Linked DNA regions of Mus musculus: regions 2 and 3 are each linked to region 1. The links are chromatin contacts, called in public Hi-C and HiChIP or PLAC-seq maps. All regions are on one chromosome and are shown on one strand. Each heading gives the region's core, a stretch centred on a gene start, on an enhancer-like site or on the middle of the called end of the contact. The rest is flanking DNA. Distances are from core to core; before and after follow the strand shown.

Region 1 (4,365 bases), core at 977-3,476:
GTCCGTGTCACCCCAACCTAGACTGTCATTCTGAAGGAATCATTGTGTTCTTCTGTTCAAGGCAACTCGTTGGTAGATGTTGGTGAGGCCCTGAAACTCATGGCTGAGGTGAAAGACTCTCTGGATATTAATGTGAAGCAAACTTTTATTGACCCACTGCAGCTACTGCAAGACAAAGATTTAAAGGAGATCGGGGTGAGTCTTCCTGGCTGTCCTGTGCCAGCTGCTGCTCATCATGATACCACGACTTAAAACCAAGGTTTCTGCGTGGGCTCGGCAACCACACAGTCTTATCTGAGGGTTGAAAACTGCACTCGATTACTATATTATATGGGTTCCTGAGAGAGTACCGGGATCCGTTTCTCCTGGCAGACAGACTGGGTGGAGGTGCAGGCTCCGCTGTCACTGTCCTGTTCTTCGTCTCACTGAGTCATCTGCGAGCCAGGCTGAATATCATATTTCTGCAGCCACTTCTCATATAACACAACGACATCATACTTTGGGGTGTAGATTTGATTGCTAATATCACACTGTATCGGTTGTGTGCTTGTGGTCATTCTGTTTCATTCTTTCTCGAGAAAATCATTGTCTAGAAACTGGCAGTTTTATCCTGGAAACCTGCAAGAAATTGTTTTGTCCAGGGTGTCTGTGGGAACTTCCAGGTCTCGTTCAGCTCGGCTGCTTTTGCAGATGTGCAAGCCAGCTCCAAGCCAGCTCCAAGCAATGCAGACTGCCAGACTTCGGCGCTGAAGGTCCAGGCGCCCTCTTGTGGTGTTGTAGAGAATAGCTCACTGCCTTCAAACTTGATTGACATCTCCCTTCAGCTGCAGACTCATTTGAGTCTTGTCGCCATCTTTCCAGACCCAGACAGTTTTAAGAGTGTAGCCACCGAGATCATGAGTTAAGGAGAACTTGGGCTATGTGGCGTGTTCCTGCAACAAACAGATGAAGCATATAGACGTGAGGTAGGAAAACAGCAGTTACCAATGCTGGAGAGAAGAGCAGGGACGCCTGAGGAGGGGCACCATCCTCCGCATAGCTGGATGAGGAAAGGCCACCGAGGAGCTGTCCAGGATGACTGGGCTGGGTAAATAGGCAGCACATCTTGCTGAAGGGCCAGGGTTAGGATGTCTAGGAACCCAGGGCACAGGGGAAGACCAGGTAGCTATGGAGGGAGAGAAGCCTGGGAGTCCTGGAGAACTCCAGATGCCTTTACCTGCATTTAGAGTTTATTCTAAAAGCAGAAGGCATCAGAGAAGGACCCGGGAAGGCTGGATGAGAAATGAAAGCTGCTGTTTTGGTCCCCCTCCTTATTTGGACAACTCTGGATCCCCTCACCTGTCACCCCTTCCTTCCATCCCAGGAAAAGCATGCCCACTCCACACTGGGCCCAGGTCCATCCCTCTCACCCCACCAAGACCCATCTTCCTTCCCCCATGTCCAGTCTTCCTGCTTGTGTTGATCTCTCCCTGTGGTATTCAAACCTGTCGAGAATCCCTTGACACGCTACATCATCATCGTCATCATCATCGTTTTTGGAGGAATTGGCAATGGAAATATTCTTATTTTTTGTAGAGTTAGGGTGGTTAGACATTGTGTATGTTAACAGAACTGGGGAAGGGAGTCCTGTGGAGACAGGAAGGGTTACCTGAGCGAGGACACTGCATCCTTCCTTATTCTCCACACAGACTCTCATTCTCACCTGCTGCCCACCCCTCGCCCATCATGTGTCCTTCTGTAAATGTTTCGAATGCTAGGCAGGGTGGGTGGCCTTCAGCAAGAGACAGAGGGTGCAGAGCAGAGGATGTAACTGGTTTCTACCTGAAGAGTGGGTGGGGCCGAGGCTCACAGCATCCCACCCCATAGCTTAGGACTGGACTCCCTCTAGGGGATGGAGGGGTCAGTTTTCTTGAGGAGTTCTCCAGCAGGTGGCTCTGTGTCCTTGCACAACTGACTATGTGGCCTCCATGGATTTACAAGAGCACGTGAAGTTGGGAAGGGAATTGATGCTGGTGGTGGGGGGAGGGGGAAGGTAAAGGAGAGAGGATGGGCGCGGCTCAGACCAAAACACCTGCGTATGCACGCAGCTCTCACGCTCTCAAACAGCAGCGGGCAGGACTAGGCCCAGAACAAGGAACATAGCCATAAGAAAGAGAGTGTGTGCACTTAAGCACATACTGTGGTGTGAGTCTCATCAGTGTGTGAGTCACACCACAGCATGAGTCACACCTCTTCCATCCTCGGTGAGCCTCATCATGGCGGGCATGAGTCACGCCACAGTGTGAGCCTCAGCACTTAGTGAGTGAGGACTTCCTTTCTCGTTTCAGCACCACCTGAGAAAGCTGGAAGGCCGTCGCCTGGATTATGATTATAAAAAGCGGCGGGTAGGTAAGATCCCCGAGGAAGAAATCAGACAAGCAGTAGAGAAGTTTGAAGAGTCAAAGGAGTTGGCCGAAAGGAGCATGTTTAATTTTTTAGAAAATGATGTAAGTATTTAAACCGAACGGAAGACTTTAATGCACATGACACGCTCTAAAACCCTAACTGCAGTGGAAGTTTCTAGAATGTTCCTGCCTGACATATAGGGAGAGACAGTCAACCATCTCTGAATGAAGCCTTAGTCCTTAGCAGGGCTGCTTGTTCCTGGGGTGGCTTTGTAGCAGAAGATGGCCCAGGAGAGCAGCCTTGGTGTTAAAGGCCACAGCATTTGTGGTTTGCTGAGCTTGAACAGCACGTGCCGGGTGAAGATCTGGCTCCCCCTTCCCATTGTTAGGTCTATAGCTGAGGAGACTCACTGGTCACTGTGCTATCTAGCAGATCATCTTTCTTCTCTTTGAGGGGTGACGGCAGCCAGACTTGGAAGGGGTCTCCCTGGTCTTTCCCATGTCCTTGTGGCCTTACATTCTCTCTCCTGTTGACCAGTTAAAGTGTAAAAGCCTCCAGCATTGCCCACTGCTGGCAGAACACGCTGTGGGTGTGACGTGGTTGGAGAAGAAGTGCTAATAGTCCTTGCTGAGGGTGGGTGGTTTATAAAACTCTCACCTTGGCTTTCATCCATCGCCCTCCTCCCCCCCAGCCCTGCGTCCATGGGGCCAAGGCCATAATCATGTAGAACACAGAGTTCTGATACCTCTTAGCCACCAACTTCATGTCCACCCTTGGTCAGTCGGCCTTTGTGGCCATGCCTGCTTCCTGTCATGGCTGGGACCTGTGCTTTAGAATGGTCGGTGATGGCTGGGCTTTCCGCTAGGATATCATTGTGGCTCTGGGTAAACATGACTGGGCCCCTTTAATTCTTATCAAACATAGAAGGTCTGCAAGCTGGGACACTGCCTGATGGATTTGACAGTTCTTAGACCCTGAATTGGCCAGACTTTAGCGTACTGGGACAGACACCTGAGAGAGCAACTTAAAAGGAGGAATGTGAGCTTCGTCTCAAGGGATGGAGGTCTCAGACCATGGCCAGCTGGATCCGTCATCTCCACCGTGGTGCCACAGAGCATCATGGTGTGACAGATGCGGCACTTAGAGTGGTCAGCAAGGAGATGTAGGGTGGGAAAAGAAAGGGAGAGAGAAAGGACAGCCTTACTCTCCCCCATATCCCTCCCGTGACTGACTGACTCTAAACTAGGCTTTGTCTCTTAAAAGTTCCAGAAGTTCCAGAATCTTGCCATTATCTTTGGATCAAACCCTCAGTATGCGATCCTCGAGGGCATTTTATGTTCATACTGCTGCACATGTGACACTGTTCACACTGCTGCACACGTGACACTGTGTTCACACTGCTGCACACATGACACGGTGTTCACAGTGCTGCACACGTGACATTGCACCAATTGGAAACTGGTGAACAGGCTGTTAAAGTGAGGCTTCAGGGAGAGCATGCTAGCAGATAACAGAAGGGCCATGGCTTCCTCCAAACAGAGGAGGAGATGTTTCATCATTGTTGGGAAGAGATTTGGGGAGCTGAGCCACAGCAGATACTGGTCTGGACTTTGTCTAATTGAGAAGTTGACAAAGGAGCCAGGTATCTGGTGCGAGCCTTCAGTAAGTGTAATTATCGACCTTTTGATCAACTGTGTTGGTGGTATGGCCCAGGGCCAAAGTCTCAACATTTCACCTCCTCTCTACAACCTCAGTTGATGGATGCCAGGTCTCAGTGTAGAGCCAGCGTGGCTCCTCTACCAGAACACCGTAAAATATGATGGCACTGGGTGAGCGAGCACCCTTCCCTGGGCTTCTGACCTCAAGAATCAGTTCTAGGGCAGAGTAAGGCATCCTGCTAAGGGCAGGCTCAGTCTCACCCACAGAAGGAGGGAGTGGAATTGGGATTTGTAAACATCTACTCGAAGCAAATGAATAAAC
Region 2 (4,614 bases), core at 935-3,434, 190 kb after region 1:
GCGTTTATCAGTTAGTAGTTTATAAATCATGGTAATTAGGTATCTTGACATTAGGAGATGTCACAGAAGTCCGAGAACACTTCAGATAATATTTTAGAGGTTGCTTAGTGTGCACCGTGGAAGATGTAGCGAGTCAGAGTTCAGTCTGCCTCAGTTTCAGGTCAGCTCTGGCTTGCACTTGATGAATCACAGGACAATCAGACTTTCTTTTCAAATATCATTTTTCTGTGATGTTTTCACATGCTTTGTTTGGCTGTAAGATTTGGATGAATTTTAACTTTAAAAAAAATTAGGAAGCAAATACAAGTGCTTGGGAGGGATTCGATTGCCCAAGATTTTGCAAAGCCCCAAGCACTCTTCAAAATAAGTTCGCCCTAACTCTTCAGCACACACCCTTCCTGGATGAACAGAGAAAGAGTGACTCTCACCCTCACGAAATGCTAAGCGCTCAGGGACAGCGACTTGTGAGGACAGTGCTTGGCCCGGGAAGACGATGTCTATAATTTTATGGCAGAATTATTTCCCCTGGGGAAAGTTTCATGAACACAGTTACTCACTGGTCCAATCCCAACCATGCAAGTATGTTTCCAGAATCAATCGCCCTTAAGCTGTCCCACATGTGCTTGTAAATATTCATATAAAGTCCTCTGTAACAGGGACCCTCCTTGTCTTTCTGCTGAGAGCAAAGGTACATGAAGGAATGGCACCCTGTTGGGTTTCTGCTTAGAGGACCAGGGGTTTAAAACTATTACTGGCACTGTGTGCAGTCTCTGCCATGGGGGCAAGTCATTTTAGCTTCCGCCGTGTGCAGACAGACTCCTGTGTTGTAAGATGTAGATAAAAGGTCTCACCTGTATCATAAGGTTGTTGTGGAGAAGAAATGAAAGACCACAGGCAGCATTTGTGACACAATGCCAGGCATATGGTAAGCATCCAGCAAAAATCACACAGTATTATAAGGCCGCTGGGAGGAGTGGTTGCTGTGTAAGCACAAGGCCCTGAGTTCGAATCCTTAGGGTCCACATAAAGCTGTATACAGGAACATGTATCTATAATCCCAGCTCGGGGGAGGCAGGAATAGGAGGATTCCTGGAAGTTCATGGGCCAGCTGGCCTCTGACCACCACATGTGTTCCCTGATATGTGTGCTCCTGGACTAACACACGAACATACATGTACACATACAAATTAAAAACATGTCACCAATATTATCTTTAAAGTCATACTATCAAAATAAAGGAATATAAATTGCCTCCAGCTGCTCATGCAATAATTTAATACCCATTGCAGTGTTCCCAACAAGAAGTCTGGCTTCTGAGACTTTCTCCCATTGAGCTAAATGCTGAAGGCTGTAGCTTTCACCATTTGTGATTCCACAGAGCAAGTGTAGACCCCTTTACTCCTGGCATCCCGGGGTGAAACTGAGAACATCTCAAAGCACAACTATTCCCTCATTTCCTTGGAACGTATCCCACCTCTCTCTGAAGCCCCCCTTCTATCTTCCCCCTGCCTTTCAACACCGACATTTTGGAAAGACTCCCCCCTATAGATGTGGCTTGAACTGCGTCCAGTTCCTCTTTTCTCTTCAGCACCTGGAGAACACAGTAATTTGACAGCTCTGCCCACTGCAGTGTCCTGGCTCCTGGAGTCCAAAGCTGACAACAGAGAGAAACAGTCAAACTGACCTGCGCCCTTTAGAACTCTGTAGAATTGTCTGATTGTTGTGCCACTTTTTGTTTCCCCTTTAACTCTTGGTAGACCTTTGGTGAAATACACATTGGCATCTTTATCTCTCCTTACTGTTGAGGAAAACGAGTCTCTCTGAGTCTGACTACTTGTCCAGCATCCTGTATTTTAAAGGATGTGGTAGATGAGTCAGGATTTGTCATGACTGTCTTCACAGTCCCTGAATTTCATTGCCAGACTTGTGAATAACATCAGGAAGTAGAGATAAACTATTAGACTAGTAAAGATCACTGGGCACACTTTATATGAAAGTCTCATTTGTGAAAATGAAAAGAAATACAAAACATAGCTATTCTCCTGTCAGGACAGTTTTAATATCACACACACAGGCATAGTGACACAATAAACTGAAAGATAACAGCACTCCATGTTTTGTATGGGACAGAACTCCTAGTTTTCCTCTTTACAAGCATCTGTAGGCACATGGATATAATTATATGGAGGCGGCAACCTAGGGGTAAGAACAGCTAGTGATAAAGAAATGCAGATGTAACCAAGATGGAAGACGTGTCTGTAGATTTTTCTGCATCGAAGCAAATGTATTAACATATTGTGGGCCTGAGGCATAGACATCGGGTGCAAGAAACAAGAATCTGGGGCAAAAGTAGGAGTGGAGAGAAAGAAGGGGCAGGAAGAGGGGCTGGGGATGTAGTCCAGTTGGTACAGTGCTTATCCAGCAACATAGAGTCCCGAGTTTGGTCCTTGCACCACACAAACCAGATGAGATGAGACAAACCTTCACTCTTCCACTCTGAGGTGGAAGTTGATGGATCAGACAATGTTAATGTCATCCCACACTACACAGCAAGTTCAAGACTGTCTGGGCTACAAAAGACCTCATGGGAAGGTGAGGGTGGGTCAGAGAGAAAGGTGGAAAAGAAATATTCTTTTTTAGGCATACGGATAATTGAAATAAATATAGCTAGAGGAGAGTAAGGTTGCAGGGAGATAGCTTCGGTGTTTGCAATTCTGAGGGTCTTGCATAAGAATAACAGAAATTGTCTTAGACGCTGAAATGTCCCATCAGTTCACAAATACAAAATGGTGTCCTCATGAAGACCGCCAGCCCATAAACTAAAGCAAGAGAGCATCCTAAATGAGATGTCTTTTGTTCGTTTTCTGCACAGATTGTGGGCTGTGATAGACAGCTGGGAAGTAATGCCAAGGAGGACAATTGTGGCGTCTGTGCTGGGGACGGCTCCACCTGCAGGCTGGTGCGGGGTCAGACCAAGATGCACCTGTCTCCTGAGAAGAGTAAGTGTTGAACCCTAGCCCTGTAGTACCATAAGCAAGCTGTGTTTTCCACTCTGACCAGAACAATATATTCCTAATGCTGAACTCATCTGAATGGAATTAACATTGGCCAGTTTTCAGAAAGTCATTTCTTTTTTTTAAGTTATTATTTTTCAAAAAAAAAATTTAAAAGAGCACATCAAATCTTGTTCTTCCAACTCTTTGATGGTTCCCCATTTTTTATTTTTTTTTAACAATAGCTAGTACAAAATCTTACTATTTTTTAAAAAATATCTGGTAGTCAAATTTTAAATTGCCTAAAATATTCTTCAGGTAAACTGGGGTTATAATTTCATTTTATTTGTCTTCTTTTCATTGCTGACAAGATGGAAAATGACATCATACTTGTCTTATTTTCAGTTAGTCAGTTGAAGCCATTTTTCTGCTATGCCATTTCTTAACTTTTATTTCTGTAAACTCTGTGTACCAGGAATGCTGGTCTTCAGTCTATCACACCTATTTCAAATGCAGCTTCAGGCTCTTACTTGTCTTTACTTTTGCTTGTATGTTTTTATTTGCCCAGTTCAGCAATGTATCTCTTAATTCAGAGGCTAACTGTATGTGTTAATGGCCAGCTAGTGACTATTTTAAACTTTTCAGGATATAATGTCTGTGTTGGGGCCTCTCAAAATCTTTGTCCTATCAGAGCACCCATGGGCAAGCACATGTAGCTATCCATTTTGTTTTCTTTTGTTCTCTACCATCCTAGTTTTGTAATGTTTACTTACATTTTATGCACATATGTGCCTGTATGTAGATACATTTAACCCGTGTCTATGTATCAGAAGAAGATAGAAGATCGTCTACGTGATAGAAGTCACGGGGGTCGGAGGAGAGAAGAGCATGAGATCCTCTGAAGCTAGAATTACAAACATCCATGGGCTGTTGTGTGGACACTGGGAACTGAGTACAGGTCCACTGTTAGGGCAGTAAGGGATCTTAGCCACCCAGCAACTTCTCTGGCCCCAATTTTCTTGTTTCTTGTTTTCTACCCTTAAATTTTCTATTTAAATTTTCGTTTTCATGCCTGGCTGTTATATGAAGTTAGGATCTTATTTATTCCTAGGTTGAGGAGACCATTATGGGAATGGAAGGGAGGAGGGAATGAAGGGATAAAGGAAGGAGAGACTAGGAAGCAGGGAGGACAGGAAGCAGAAACTACAGGATTCGATCATGCAAGAAGAGGAAACAGAAACGAAGGTGCGATGTAACACTAGAGGGGAACCTGCCATTTTGTGTGTGTGTGTGTGTGTGTGTGTGTGTGTGTGTGTGTGTGCACGTGTGTGCGTGTGCCATACAGCCCAGGCTGACCCATTTGAAGCCTCCTGAGTGCTGGAATTCTAGGCATGCTCCATCACACCAAATAAGCTGGGCTTTATCGGGGTTCTACTCATTTGCTGCTCAAAGCTGAAAAGTCCATTGAAAAGTAGGAGATAAGACAGAATGGTATTCAGTTGTCAACCATAAAAACTGTCACCAGCCTGTTTTATATTCTGGGTTAGATGGAGTCATCAAAACATTTTAGCAGTGGTGTGACATGGGAAAACCTGCAGATCACTGCCAAGAATATTCTGGA
Region 3 (4,193 bases), core at 1,179-3,678, 250 kb before region 1:
CATAAATTGTTAAAATCTTAGATAGATGTAGTCCTATCAGTCAGCCAGGAGGCTGAGGCAGGAGGATTCCGGGGTTGAAACCAGCCTGGACCATACAGTGAGTTCCAGGCCAGCTTAGACCAGGGAAATGTTGTCATAACAAATAACCTAAAGAACAAAATAAAACAAAGGCCCAGGTTGCCTCTCACTCACACTTTATTTTTGTACTAGAGTTGACAATTGAGGAATTAAAGATTTCCCTCCGTCTTTGCACACTCTTAATTACAACTTCAGTGTGAAGTTTTAGAATCCAGATATTGTTGTTGTTTACAGCCTAAAGCTATGGTCTTTTGCATGTTAAGCAAGTGTTCTACCACTGGGCTATATCTGTCATTCTTAAATAAAAAACAAAATTATTATCACTATTAGTGTGTGTGTGTGATGTGTAGGTGTGTGCCTATGCGTAGGTGTACTCGCCACAGCATGTTAAAGGTCAGAGACAATTGGATGGCAGATGGCATTGTGTGTTTCCTTCCACCTTCACATGGTGGCTTAGTTTTCTATCACTGTTATAGGATACCTCAAAAAAGCCAATTGAGGGAAAATGAGTGGTGGCAGGACCATGATGCCAGCAGTCCTAAGTCAGATAGAAAACAGGAAGTGGGGACAGGCTATAAAACCCCAAGGTTCCCCCAGTCCCACCCAGTGACAAACTTCCCTCAGCAAGGCTCTTTCTCCGACAGGTTCAATAACCTTCCTAAACAGTGCCACCAGCTAGGGACCAAGTGTTCAAAGACATGTGCCTGTGGGTGACATTTCACATTCAGACCACAAGATTGACCTCAGGTCACCAGGCTTGCTCGGCAGGCACCTTTACCTGAGCCTCCTCACTGGCCCTCCTCCTAGCGACTGTTATTGTTTGTTATTGATATCTTTGTTCTTTTTGTTTTGTTTTTTTGTTTGTTTTTTGGGTTTTTGTTTGTTTGTTTGTTTTTTGTTTTTTTTTTTCGAGACAGGGTTTCTCTGTGTAGCCCTGGCTGTCCTGGAACTCACTCTGTAGACCAGGCTGGCCTCGAACTCAGAAATCCGCCTGCCTCTGCCTCCCAAGTGCTGGGATTAAAGGCGTGTGCCATCACTGCATCGTTAGTTTTAAAGAGCAGACTCTCTTCAAGAAAAGCACATTCACATCTATATTATATTTTATTTTATTCTATTCAGGATTGTCTCCATTTTAGCTGGTTTTAGAGCTCAGCATAATTTCCCCTTTCTCAGGCTCTTAACTTTTTTTTTTTTTTTTTTTAACATTTTGAATGCCTCTAAAGCATAAAACTACAATTCCCAGAATACACTGCTTTTGGTTCTTGTGTCCACTTGCCTCACATGCATAGATCATGTGATCTGCTATGCCTCTACTGTGTAGATCTTAAGATGTAAGCATGTGTCAGTAAGTCAGTCACTTACTGCCAGGGTGGTCTTTCTCTCTCTGGGTGTAGAGACAGTTCTCCTGGGGGTGGGGGTGGGATGGGAGGAGGACGAGGTGCTTGTTTTCCCAGTGATGACAGGGAAGATGCAAAGATCTTCCTCCCTTTCTTTAATGGTCCATGGATTGACAATTAAAGTTAGGCAATGCTTTTTTTTCTGACCACCTTAAGTCTACCATCTGTCCTTTCAAGAATTTGTATTTTTAGAGTGAGTTCCAGGACAGCCAGGGCTACACAGAGAAACCCTGTCTCGGACAAAGAAAAAAAGGAAAAAAAAAAAAGAATTTATATTTTTCAAACTCATTGTTTTCAGCATGAAACAAATAAAAAAGGCTTTCCTCGTGTTTTCAGGTTGAAGGCTGTTCCGAGGTGTGATGGTTGCTCCTATAGCAGGGTCTCGTTTTGTGGTCTGTGAATGAGCAGAGAATCTCTTGTCTGGGTTCAGGAGGCACGGCATTGCTTTCATTATACTTTGGTTTTAAGATCATACTTGGACAAAGGGAAGTCTTTGGACTCCCAGAATGCTGTTGGCGAGAAGGAAGCAAGTGAGAAAACAACGTGGCTGTCTTCATGGACAAAAGAGAAAAACCAGAAAGTAGAGCCAAGAGGTATAAATATCCTTTCTGAGCAGAAATAGGACTGAATCCTAATCAAGGGGCTTCCAACCTTCTCCCAGTTGGATTTCCGAACTGCTAGAGACTAGCAACTCATTAGGAACAAGGCTCTAAGCCCAGACCACTGACTTCTGGCCTGCTTTCAAATCAGGAACATCCAAAATGCTTCCCTATGCAGTTCTTACTACTGTTAGGTTAGAAGCTGGTGCAGATGATGTGTAAGCATCTCAGGTGTTCTGAATGAGAGGAGCCAGGCCCAGGGGTCGCTTCACTTAAGCTAAGGACACACACGTGCAGCATCTGGCCTTGATGTAGATGAAATGATTCTGAGCATCAGGTTGGTGCTATACATCCTGTGGTCATGAAAAGATCCTTAGTAAGAGGCAAAGGTGTGAGTAATTCATAGTCAGAGGGTAAACTTCCATGGTTTTGAAAATACATCCACAAATTATTTGTTATTTTATGTTATGTTTCATCAAGACGTGAACTCTGATTCCCTTGAGGATCCCCTGGACTGAGTGAGTAATTTCTAATGAATGGAATACGTAAAGGATGGCATGAGACTTCTAAGACTAAGTCATGAAAGATGTTTTAACTTCTTTCTCCACATTCCTTCTCATTCTTTTCTGGGGGGAGCTGGCTGCCAGGTTGTCAAGCAACCCTATGGGGAAATACATATGGGACCAACTGGCTTCTTGTTCACAACCATGGAAGTGAATTAGATGGACTCTCTTGTTGTGAGGTATTCAACAGGGAATACTGTTCAGACATGGGTTCAAGCCAATAGAAAGTCTCTATTAGCTGTCCAGTGACTACCCTAGGTGTTTGGGATCCCAGTATAGCACTGGGCCTTTCTCAGGGTAAGCTTTTAAGCCCCCAAAATACAAAACAAAACAAAACAAAACACCGTGTTCTGGGTTGACATACTCCCCCTAACTAGTACAGTTAGCCAGAAGCTAAAAAGCAAAGTTAGTACATTTTAGGACTTTCCCAAAAGTATATGGACTTTGATGGTTTAGGTCTTTGTTTTAGTTTTGGCAGGTGGTGTTGTCAACTTGGTGAGTTTTACAGCCAGTATAGTACTTCCATCATGGAGTCAGTTGTGCTAAGGTCTGGGGACCTCCTAAGGTCTGAGGCCCTGTTACACCTCTGAAGTATATGAAGATGATGGCAGCTCCTGACAACATATTGGCTGCAGCTTCATGAGAGATTCTGAGTTAGAACTAGTCAACTTATTTGCTCCAGATTCCTGACCAACAAAGGCAATTGCATAATTAATGCTTAGAGTTTTAGCCAACATGTCCTGGGGTACTCCATGATACAGCACTAGGTAATTAATGCACACATATACTGTCATTCCAACACCCTTCTGATTCCAGTCATGGATCAGGAAAGAGGTCCTGAACAGGGTCCTTTTGGAGACAGTGCTTACAGGATTTCCAGAGAGAGAGGGCACTGCACTGAACTTGCAGCAGAATAGCTGCCTATAAACCAAATATTTGTGTAACTAGCACCCAAAATAAAAAACACAGCCCTCTGAATTCCTTTTCAGATCCAGCCATTACTCCTCCAAGGGAAGCCACTATCTTGACTATGCACAGCAAAGATTAGTTATGCTTGCTTTTGTTCTTTACATAAACATGGACTCATACCTTCTCTGTCTGGCTTCTAATACCCAGCATTGTGTTAATGAGATCCACCGAAATCATTTCATGTAGCTGTAGATTGCTCACTGTAATTACTCTGCCTTATCCTATTGTGCGAAATCCCACAATTTATTTATTATCCATCAACTAGTGATGGGCATTTGGAGAATTTCCAGTTTGGGGCTATTACAAATAGTCTAACTATGAACATGTAAAGATTAGTTTTATGATAACAATGTCTAAGGATTACAAATGAGTGTGTAGCCTACCTTTCCCAGTTTACCTTTGAGGCAGGGCAAAGAAGAAACTTCAGGTTGTAAAACTAACGGAAATTAAGTGTTCCCATGAGCTAATCTGAATCACTTCTAGAAAGCAACACATAGAAACCACCCATTCCACTTCTGCCCCACTGGGTGCTTGGGTCTGAAGGCGAGAAGCTATCCTGTCCTTCAGGTGCTGTCTCACACCGAGGT

What was found. HiChIP or PLAC-seq counts read pairs in DNA pulled down with a chosen protein or histone mark. A called contact is a pair of places that touch in the nucleus more often than the background predicts.
Region 2: a Hi-C map of the C2C12 cell line shows a contact between it and region 1, with 2.6 times the contacts expected there. The contact joins two enhancer-like sites. A contact is called at or near these places in 1 of 15 datasets of contacts at CTCF or cohesin (the NIH/3T3 cell line) and 1 of 484 Hi-C or Micro-C datasets (the C2C12 cell line).
Region 3: a contact with region 1 is called in a CTCF HiChIP or PLAC-seq map of the NIH/3T3 cell line, with 18 read pairs. The contact joins two enhancer-like sites. A contact is called at or near these places in 3 of 15 datasets of contacts at CTCF or cohesin (the NIH/3T3 cell line and large pre-B cells), 1 of 484 Hi-C or Micro-C datasets (the N1E-115 cell line) and 4 of 115 datasets of contacts at active chromatin or transcription factors (the NIH/3T3 cell line, embryonic basal ganglia, embryonic stem cells and 1 more).

The regions. Positions count from the first base shown.
Region 1 is chr7:82,273,800-82,278,164 of GRCm38.p6, forward strand. Sh3gl3 (SH3-domain GRB2-like 3) reads left to right here. Exons shown (of 9, transcript NM_017400.7): 5 at 62-195; 6 at 2,328-2,486. Among named protein-coding and RNA genes, the nearest start is that of Gm32903, 20 kb to the left of the region's middle. Within about 2 kb of position 2,227, at least 44 of the 459 cell types and tissues checked have an H3K27ac peak or open chromatin away from gene starts, as enhancers often do. A contact at or near this core is called in the C2C12 cell line and the NIH/3T3 cell line, where this site is marked.
Region 2 is chr7:82,462,692-82,467,305 of GRCm38.p6, forward strand. Adamtsl3 (ADAMTS-like 3) reads left to right here. Exons shown (of 30, transcript NM_001190374.1): 7 at 2,873-2,999. Among named protein-coding and RNA genes, the nearest start is that of Adamtsl3, 130 kb to the left of the region's middle. Within about 2 kb of position 2,185, at least 32 of the 459 cell types and tissues checked have an H3K27ac peak or open chromatin away from gene starts, as enhancers often do. A contact at or near this core is called in the C2C12 cell line and the NIH/3T3 cell line, where this site is marked.
Region 3 is chr7:82,021,298-82,025,490 of GRCm38.p6, forward strand. No RefSeq gene overlaps it. Among named protein-coding and RNA genes, the nearest start is that of Gm46013, 11 kb to the left of the region's middle. Within about 2 kb of position 2,429, at least 7 of the 459 cell types and tissues checked have an H3K27ac peak or open chromatin away from gene starts, as enhancers often do. A contact at or near this core is called in the NIH/3T3 cell line, where this site is marked.